Linked DNA regions of Mus musculus: region 1 is linked to region 2. Evidence: chromatin contacts called from public HiChIP or PLAC-seq data. All regions are on one chromosome and are shown on one strand. Each heading gives the region's core, a stretch centred on a gene start, on an enhancer-like site or on the middle of the called end of the contact. The rest is flanking DNA. Distances are from core to core; before and after follow the strand shown.

Region 1 (5,047 bases), core at 585-3,084, 230 kb after region 2:
AGGGTGAGGACAAAGTTGAAGCACTTAGGTGGCCTTTATGGAGTAATGGGGAACTCCTAGCTGCCTCACGCTCCCTGCAGCCCCGGGGTAAAGTCCATTAAGAGAGAAGCTTGCAGAGCTTCAGGAAAGACTCATTTACCCAGCGCCTAATGTGGGGGCTTGTCACGTGTCATTCCTTAGTAACGTTTACAGGTGGCAAACCTCCTGAGTCTATCATTCATCTGATGCTACAGTGATAAATAAGACAATAATTGTTTTCACTTTATACACAAGAGGTAGAAGGTTAAAAAGAAGAAGCCTGCCCAAAACCACACACGCGCACGCGCACACACACACACACACACACACACACACACGCAACCATACACAAAGAGAACTTTTCAACTTCATTTAGAGTACTGGGTTTTCTATACTGACAGCTCAGCTAATGACAGTGTTGAGGCCATAGTCATACTTATTGTAAGCAAGTGATAAGTTATATTTGTGCAGGGTCAGGGTCACTAGTAAGGCAAAGGGGGAAAGGGCCTAGAAGAACCAGAGACCCTGGAGATAACTAGGCCAATCCACTCCTCCTTATAAGGGGAGGAGGAAGGAGCTAGGGAGATGGTCCAGTGGTTAAGGGCACTCGCTACTCTCCTAGAAGAGCTGGGCTCAGTTCCCAGCACCCACGTGGCAGCTCACAACCATCTGTAACTCCAGTTCCACGGGATCTGACACTGTCTTCTGGTCTCCACAGACACCAGGCACACACACGGAGCATATACATACACGTAAGCAAAGCGCTCACATGCGTAAAATAAAAATACATAAATTGTTTTAAAGAAATACCTGGGAAACTGGGGATATCAGCTCAGAGGTGCAGTTCTTGCCTAGCATGCATGAGTCCGTGCATGGAAAGAAAAGAGAGATGGAAGGAGGGGTAGGGTCAGGCTGGAGGTGTGGCTCCCTTGGTAGAAAGCTTGGGTAGCCATCACAAAGCTCTGGTTCCCATTCGTCCTCAGGATAGCATAAAACCAAGCATAGGGACAGGTGCCTGTAGTGCCAGCATCTGGGAGCGGAGATGGAGACAGGATGATCTAAAGTTCAAATTCATCTTTGACTACATAGATAATTCAGGGTTCACCTTGGATATGAGACCCTGTCAAAGGGAAGAGAGGGAGGGAGGAAGGAAGGAAGGAAGGAAGGAAGGAAGGAAGGAAGGAAGGAAGGATGGGCGGGACAGAGGGGAATTATGTGCCCATGGTCAAATAGCATTCACATGCATGTTCATTCACTTATTAACATGTTGGTACTTGGAAACATTCCCCAGTGAGGAGTGGAATATAGAGAAGCCAGTTACCTGCAGGAGCATTCGTCTGTCCCCACCGCTTTGATCTTTATCAAGATCTTTATCACTTGTGGGACTTTTCCTCCCTCACCCTCCCACCCCAGCCTGCTAGCACAGGCAGGGTAGCCCCCACTGGGTCCCTCCACAGAGCTTTTGCCTTGGAGGCCATACTGGGATGCCGGATGCACCTCCAGTCCCACCCTTCTCCCTCATCCTGGGCAATATTCAAAGGGCAGCCTTGGCTACCCAAAGTTCTTCTGAAAGCACAGGGCCACTGTGTGCAGAACACGAATGAACCAGGAGCATGAGTTAGGGGTGGCCCTTTGACTCTTGTGGGGGTGGATATCTGTGTGATGACCACAGCCTAGAAGGACTGAGATGCGGAGGGTGGCACATGTCTGTGCGCATGCCCGAGGCCTGCGGCGTTCATCCTGGTCCTGGTCCTCCCGTTTGTGGGTTCTTTTATTCATTCAGCAAGCTTCTGTTGGCCCAGCACCTCCTCTGTGGTGAGCATCGCCCTGGGACTTGGTGATTCATAGATGAGCAAGACACTCTCTTGCCTAGAAAAAACTTGTGGCTGTATGTGGGGGAGAATCACATGTGCAAAGAATTTCAGCTTGGTGCACAAAGCACCACAATAAAGATACAGGGGACGGGAAAGAGACGGAGGAAGGGAAAGAGGCAGAAGAGAGACAGGGTGAGAAAGCATCTAGAAACGCAAAAGCTAAACTGAGAACACGCAGGGCTCACAGGGTGGGCCAACTGTGAGAAACATGCAGAGGCAGGGCTGATGTTTGCCGAACCAGAGAGCTCAAGTTCAAGGGAGCCGGGAGAGGAGCAAGAGCGAAGGGGGGCAGCTGAGGACCCCGGAGCTTAGGAAGTACAAGCAGTGAGAGTCTAAGCCCGGAGTGGAAACACAGAAATCAGACACGGTCAATTCTTTTGCATGGGAAGGCCCTACGGCCAGGCCTTTACTCTTTGGGCTTCCAAAATGCCGAGTTATGTGGGATGCCCGCGGTCTGTGGGAGAGACATTCTGCCGCGGGCATAGTGACGTCACTGCCTTTCAACCTCCATTCCTCTCTCTCCCTCGGCCCCCTCTAATGCAAAATTTGTGTTTCGTTCCATCTGAATGAGAGAATTAAATCATCCAGATTAAATAAATTAAGTGAATGTCTTCTCCTGGGCAGGAAGCTTGGCACATTTCAGAGAGAATTCCAGCAAACCATCCAGAAACCCATAGATGGGCTGAGAGGCGCCCGAATGAGCAACAGCTAAAAGGGTCTGCCGGAATGGCCAGAGCCCATTTCCCTGTCCTCACCTTCAGCAGTCAGCGGGTGCCTTGTAAAAACACTGGGCGGCAGTTCACTAGAGCAGCTCAGACACTTGGATGCTTGTGGCAGAGACGACGAATCCTACATCTCTACAAGTCACTCTCTGCCTATGAGCCCACAGATACCAAAGAGAGAGGGAGGCTTATGCCCTCTCCCTTTTAGATATTTATTTTATGTGTGTGAGTACGCTGTGGCTGCCTTCAGACACACCAGAAGAGGGAATCAGATCCCATTACAGATGGTTGTGAGCCACCATGTGGTTGCTGAGAATTGAACACAGGACTTCTGAAAGAACAGTCAGTGCTCTTAACTGTTAAGCCATCTCTCCAGCCCCTTTGTGGGCCCCTTTTATTTTGTTTTATCATTTTATTTTATTTTTGGTTTTTCGAGACAGGGTTTCTCTGTGTAGCCTTGGCTGTCCTGGAACTCACTCTGTAAACCAGGCTGACCTCGAACTCAGAAATTCACCTGTCTCTGCCTCCCAAGTGCTGGGATTAAAGGCGTGCCCGGCTTGTGGGCCCCTTTTAAAGTGGCTTTCATACATGCACTGTCTACACTCACACACACACACACACACACACACACACTTCACTTCACACATCATGTACACAACACACTGGATGAATACCTGTATCTATAATCTTTCATCACACATACACACACACAAAGCAACTTGTTAAAAAATTTGGAATCCAGACTTTGGAATCCAGACTCAGGAGGTCTAGGATAGCCTGTGATCTTCTGGTTGACCCTGAATGAGCCACCTCACCCTCCTTCACCCCTGAGCCTCTTTATCTCCACAGTGAAGTGAGAAAGAAAGCACGGTAGTTCTGGGGGCTGGAGAGAGAATGGCTCAGTGGTTAACAGCACTTGGTGCTCTTCCAGAGGACCCAGGTTCAGTTCCCATCACTCACATGATGGTTCACCACCTTCTGTAACTCCAGTCTCAGGGGATCAGATGTCTTCTTCTGTACTCTTGGGATACCCACATTCATGGCAGACATACATACATACATACATATATACATACATACACACACATACATACACATAAATTAAAAACAAAAATAATTTTCAAAGAAAATAGTGTAGCTCCTTTGAGTGCTTGCCACACATCAAGCAGCACTCCGCTGAGATCAGAGCTCAGCAAATTCTGGCCACAGCCTACAATCACGTGCCAACAGTTTGAGAAAACAATCAAGAGGATAATCCTTCTGGACACATGAAATTTATAGGAAATTTGAATGTCCGGATCCATAAATACAGTTTTGCTGGAACGCAGCCATGTTCACTCATCTATGTCTGTGGCCACTTCCGGAGGAGCTGTGACAGAGACCTCAAGACCCAAAGCCCTAGACTATTTACCTTCTGGCCCTGGGAAGAGAAAGTTTGCCAAGTCTTCTTTTAAATGGTAGTCTCAGCCCCATGCCTAGCCTTGGGTACTCTTTATCATTTACCCCCTCGGCTGATGTAACAGAGGGTAACCTGACCTACTAGGAAACAGGATCCGCAGGCTGACTCTGTGCTGCTCACGCCTGGGACCTGTTCCCCTACATGAGGCTTTAAGACAGTGTGCAGGGCATCATGGACTTGCACACTGCAGAGAAGTTGGAAGTCCTGAGAGTGGTACCTCTGTCTGGCCAGCAGGCATCAGCAACTGAATCTCTACTCATCCTCAGACCAGAACGCTCCAACTCTCCTCCCCACAGCACACCCAGTCCAAAGACTTCCTGGTAAAATTAACAAATGGTTTTTATCTTTTTTTTTCAAGCTGTCGTGCGACCCAGGCTGGTTTCTCTCTATATCGTTAAGGATGGCGTTGAATTTCTGATCTTCCTATCTAACATCTCCCTGGGACTGCAATTACACGTGTATGCCACCACACAAGATATATACCATGCTGTAGACCAAACCCAGAACTTCCTACATCCTATGAAAGCACTCTACCAATTGAGCTACAGCCCCAGCTCCTAGCAAGTGATTTTATAAAACTTTCTATCTAGGGAGGGAGGTGGTTTGGGTTATACACAGCCCCATCTTGGCTTCATTCATACAAGTATACATTGATCCACTTTGTCCTCAAATTCTGCTTCTGTACCATAGTTCTTGGTGTCTATTTGCTGAGCTCTTGCAAAATGAGTAGTTATTGTAGTCACTTGTGAATTCTTTATTTACCCAAACGGTATCACGTTCCCCATTCTGACTCCCTACTCTTTTCCCCTTCACGTTTCTGCCCTTTGCTTGCCCATTGAGGCACAGTGTGCAGACAGCAAGATGGGTAGCATGCAGTTTCCATTTTATTTATTTTTACAGTTTAATTTAGAGCTAGAGGTTCAGAGCACTTGTTGCTCCTACAGAGGACCAGGGTTTAGTTCCCAGCACCCACA
Region 2 (4,603 bases), core at 616-3,115:
CCCATCCTAGTCTCCTCTACATCCCCCCCCCCCCCCCCCCCGCAACCCAGGTAGGGGGAGGAGTCCATTACCTGGAAAGACAATGAGTGTAACCTCAAAAGACTCATCGCGGCCCAGTCTGTCAATCCCACACCAGTACTTCCCTGAATCCTTCAGGGTAAGGTCCCTCATGATCACGGTCATCGAGAGCTCTTGGGGACTGTCTCGGATGGACATCCTGCCTCGAGTCACCTCCTGGTCCTGATTTGCGTAGACAATGTCACCGCAGCGTGACACCAGGATGCCACCCTGCCGGCACCAATACTTCCTGTGCTCCTTCATCTTCTCCACGTAGGTACACCGCAGGGACACGGTGTCACCTTCAAATCCACTGATCTCCTTTGGACCCTTCAGGGCTTCATAACCTGAAAATGCAGCGTGAAAGGAGATGGGATTTCCACGGATCCAAGTACCAGGCCGAGAGCAGAAGTTCCCATTTCATGGGGATGAAGGGAGGCGTTCTTGTTAGAACATCTTGGGCAAACCATAGACCCCCAGGGTTCTCCCTTCCTCTGGGGAACCTTAGAACAAACATGTTATTTGAGAGACACAAGTCAGGCTGGCCAGATGGCTCGAGGGGTAGAGGAGCTTGCGGCTAAGCCTGACAACCTGAGTTCGATCCTCAGGAAGGAGAGAATAGATTCCCAAACGTTGTACACGGACCTTCCTCACATGTACTACAGCATTCATGGACTAATGTGTGCTCATATATGCACACACACACACATGATAAACACATGTAACAAAACCCTTAAAAACAGTGTGAGTTAATGTTATATATTTTTAAGGGAAAACCAAGCAAACATGGCCAACTGAGCAACTGATGTCAGTTACAAGATGTGATGTCTGTCAGTTACAAGATGCGATGTTAGTTATAAGATGTGTCCTGATGAACCCAGCCTGGGGGGGGGGTGCTCTTGATTCAGTTACTTGGAATCAGAGCAAGTTCAAGGCCAGTCTGTCTGAAGCATAAAATGGAGAGAAGGCTAGGGATATAGCTTAGTGGCAAAGCACTCATTTAGCATGCTCCGGGGCCTGGGTTCCACCCCTCCCCCAAGCATTGCCAAGGAGAAAGAAAGGATAAAAAAATTACAAAAGTAAAGAAAGCTTTGCTCCCTGTGGGTGACAGTGTGGTTACTTACTGTCCAGCCCTTTGCCCTCTTGCAATGAACGCACATTTTATAAATATGTATATGTATGTATATGTGTGTGTATGTATATGTGTATATGCGTATGTATGTATGTGTGTATACATATATATTATATACATGCATATACCACACATACTCTCTTTCTCACACACACACATACACAGACACACACATACTAACAATAATAAAATTAAAAAGTAAAGCAAGAAAAAAATGAAAGCAAAGAAAGAAAAAGCAAACTTAGTAGGTATTCAACCAAGTTAGCTGAGCTAACAGGGTAAGTGGATGTATGCTTGCTGCCCTGTGGTCAGAGAGGTTCTGCAGAGCCAGGGAACCCAAGGGAGAAAGACCCTGGGCTCAAGGTGCAAGAGCAGCAAGTGCTGAGCTCAGGGCTGCTGGGCTGCAGATGGGTTGTGAAATAGGGATGTATTCCACCCCACCCCACCCCACCTCCTCATGGTGTGGAGGGAAGGCATAACCACAGACCACAAGAGCGTGCTCAGGCCTGCATCTGTAAGCCCCTCCATCCCAGCCACCTCTGACCCCTCTCACCTGGGAGCACCAGGCAGCCCCATAGCAGGACCAGAGGCCTCATGGTGGGTGCTGGACACTGCAGTTGCCTGCAATTGGGAGCTCTTCTGAGCTTTAGCTTCTGCCGGGCTGGAGCCAGGAAGGGAGGGGTGGGGGGCGGGCCATCGAGCTCAGCTCCGCCTTGGAGGGCCTTCTGCTTTTTCCTTTACTCTTTTCCCCCTTCTACCCAGTGCCAGTTACCACAGGTTGCAGACCCACCCAATCTCCAGCCCCTACTTAGCCTTAATCTGTGATTTGCCTGTGTAATTCATCATGGCCTTTGGGAACCTCTGATATATTGTTTTTCCTTTTGCACATGCCTTTAATCCCAGAGCTTAGGAGGCAGAGGCAGGTGGATTTCTGAGTTCGAGGCCAGCCTGGTCTTCAGAGTGAGTTCCAGGCTATACGGAGAAACCCTGTCTCAAAATAAATAAATAAATAAATAAATAATTCTCAGAGGTGTGCATAACTTGACACTGCTACTATAAGAATCACAAACCCTGGAACAACCAGTCATTGCTGATATCCCCAAATACTTCACTATTTGGGAAATTATTAGTTTTTTGACCTGCCCCTGGATCTGAGTATTAAAGTACTAAATATGGAAGCTTATTTGTTAATTAGTAAATCACTGATAATATATTTTAAACTATATCCCTATTTTTAGCATCTTAATTTAAGCTTATTATTTTCATTGTATTTATTTTTCATGTGCATGGATGGTTTGCCTGCGTGTCTGTGCACCCTGTGTACGCAGTTCTCACAGAGGCCAGAAGAGGGCACTGGATCTCCTGAGGCTGAAGTTACAGATGGCTATGAGCCACCATGCGAGTGCTGGGAATAGAACCAGGGTCCTGGAAAAACAACCTGTGTTCTTAACCGCTGAGCCACCTCTCCAACACTCTATTTTTAGTTTATTAAAAATTTAAAATTATATTTTCAGAAAGCAACTTTATAGAGTCCACCTTCAACATTTTCATAGAGTCCAGGAATCCAGCTGAGAATATCAGGCTTGTAAAGGCCATCTTGTCGGCCCTTCTTTATTTTAAACACGTGAACTTGTTTCATATGCATATGAGCCATTATTTTGGGGTGTGGGAGATCTGTAAGCTTCTTCTCTTCACACTGCTGAAGTGTGAAGGGTAAAAAATTTAAAGACCAATTATATAGCCCTTCTGATCAGCATCCCATTGTCTGGGATGCAGTACCGTCATTGGCCACAGGGCGGCGGCTTCAGCAGGGCTGAGCTGAGCTCTGCGGGAGCTTTGGGTCAGCTGCTTTGAAAGGCGGGTCCCCTGAACCGAGCGCTTTGTCTTGCTGGACACTTGCAAAAGTTAATCAGTGGCTTGTTTCCCCTTTGCAGACTTGCTTATTGCTTCAAGGGAACAGAACAAACGCACGCTAGAGGGAGCTCTGAGCCATTTTCCAAAATAGCTGTCTTTCAGGCTTTCAAAGTCAGTATGACATCTAAGCAAATATTTATATTATACAGATAAGTAAGAACGGAGGGAAGGCAAGGATTGGAGTATTACAAGTAACTCACCTTCTGCCTTATAAAATCACTCTTAGTATTTTGGTATGTTTCTTTTCGACCCCTGGGGGTGGGGTAGGAGTTGTTAAAGCCCAGTTGTTGTGAGAGGGGAGTTTGTTCTTGTGGCTCTGGTAATAGAGGGCGTAAGTATTACATTTATTTATTCTCATGTTTTAAGTGTGTATGAGCACGTGAATGTCATAGCATGCTATGAACAACGTAGGACAACGTGCAGGACTCAGTTCTTTCTTTCCGCCCTGTGGGCTCCGGGCATATACCACAGGTCGTATTGTTTGGCTGCGAGTGTCTTTACGAACAGAGCCATCTCTCCAGCAACAGGGCACATGTCTTGATTACACAGTGCTTGGCAGGCATTCCTGCTGTTTACTGACCTGGAATATGTCATCATGAAACCCTACTGACCTCAGTCCGGAACATGACTCCCTTTCCTGTGTACAGATCACCCAAGAGAAGTGGTTTTTGCAGTTTGAAACATACACACACACACACACACACACACACAATCTACTCTAGCTTTGCATGGTATATTTCTGCACGTCTTTATTTCTAGATGTTCCTTGTTCTTTGTGTCTAGCTTATTCATCATAAGCAGGGCAAGCGCTTGACACTCCATTATATTTTTAGGGCTGTAGGAGCTGGCCCCTGACATTTTTGAAATATGTGCTTTTTAGTAATAAATTGTTTTCTTTTTATTTCTCCCCCCAGCGTAGCTGGGATATTATAATATTTAAAACATTAAGCATAGAACAGGCACAGTATTCATGATTGTCGTTTCAGGGGAATATGGAAGTTGTTACCAAATGCTTCCTTATACAGATGGAGCACTGGGTTTGAAGCTTGCCCCCCCCTCCATACTCTTCACCTGTGTATTTAAACATCATTACCTCTTCGCCCCCTGCCCCACACCTTGCCCAGGAGCTGACCTGGAGGACCTGGTAAAAACCAGATCTTTTAGAGTTTAGAGTTTAGAGTTTAGAGGTTAGAGGTTAGAGGTTAGAGGTTAGAGGTTAGAGGTATGGCTCATGGATTAAGAGCATTGAGCAGTCAGGGCTCTTACCTGATGAGCCATCTCACCAGTCCCAAAACACCTATTTTTAATGATGGTTCTTAAATGCTTTAACCTCCCTTGTAGCCCATCACTCACCAGAGGTAGTGGGAAAGAAAGGATACGGGTGGGGGGCAGGGGAGTGGAACTGTTTAGAAAGGTTCTTTGGAGCAACCCCTGTCTGTTTTGTCTGGAAATCAGCAGTTCAGTTCACAGGTTAGCAGTGGCAGCTCAATCCACTTGCAA

The links. HiChIP or PLAC-seq counts read pairs in DNA pulled down with a chosen protein or histone mark.
Region 1: a FOXA1 HiChIP or PLAC-seq map of pancreatic cancer cells shows a contact between it and region 2. The contact joins the enhancer-like site here to the promoter of Cd300lg in region 2. A contact is called at or near these places in 12 of 39 promoter capture datasets (the 3T3-L1 cell line, 3T3-L1-derived adipocytes, the HPC-7 cell line and 7 more), 1 of 15 datasets of contacts at CTCF or cohesin (embryonic stem cells), 12 of 484 Hi-C or Micro-C datasets (the 3T3-L1 cell line, the AML12 cell line, cerebellum and 7 more), 2 of 115 datasets of contacts at active chromatin or transcription factors (embryonic stem cells and pancreatic cancer cells) and 3 of 9 other capture datasets (adipose tissue, embryonic stem cells and macrophages).

Annotation. Positions count from the first base shown.
Region 1 is chr11:101,804,273-101,809,319 of GRCm38.p6, reverse strand. No RefSeq gene overlaps it. Among named protein-coding and RNA genes, the nearest start is that of Gm39392, 21 kb to the right of the region's middle. Within about 2 kb of position 1,834, at least 49 of the 459 cell types and tissues checked have an H3K27ac peak or open chromatin away from gene starts, as enhancers often do. A contact at or near this core is called in myocytes and pancreatic cancer cells, where this site is marked.
Region 2 is chr11:102,038,773-102,043,375 of GRCm38.p6, reverse strand. Cd300lg (CD300 molecule like family member G) reads right to left here and starts at 1,865. Exons shown (of 7, transcript NM_027987.3): 1 at 1,743-1,865; 2 at 72-404. The coding sequence starts at 1,785.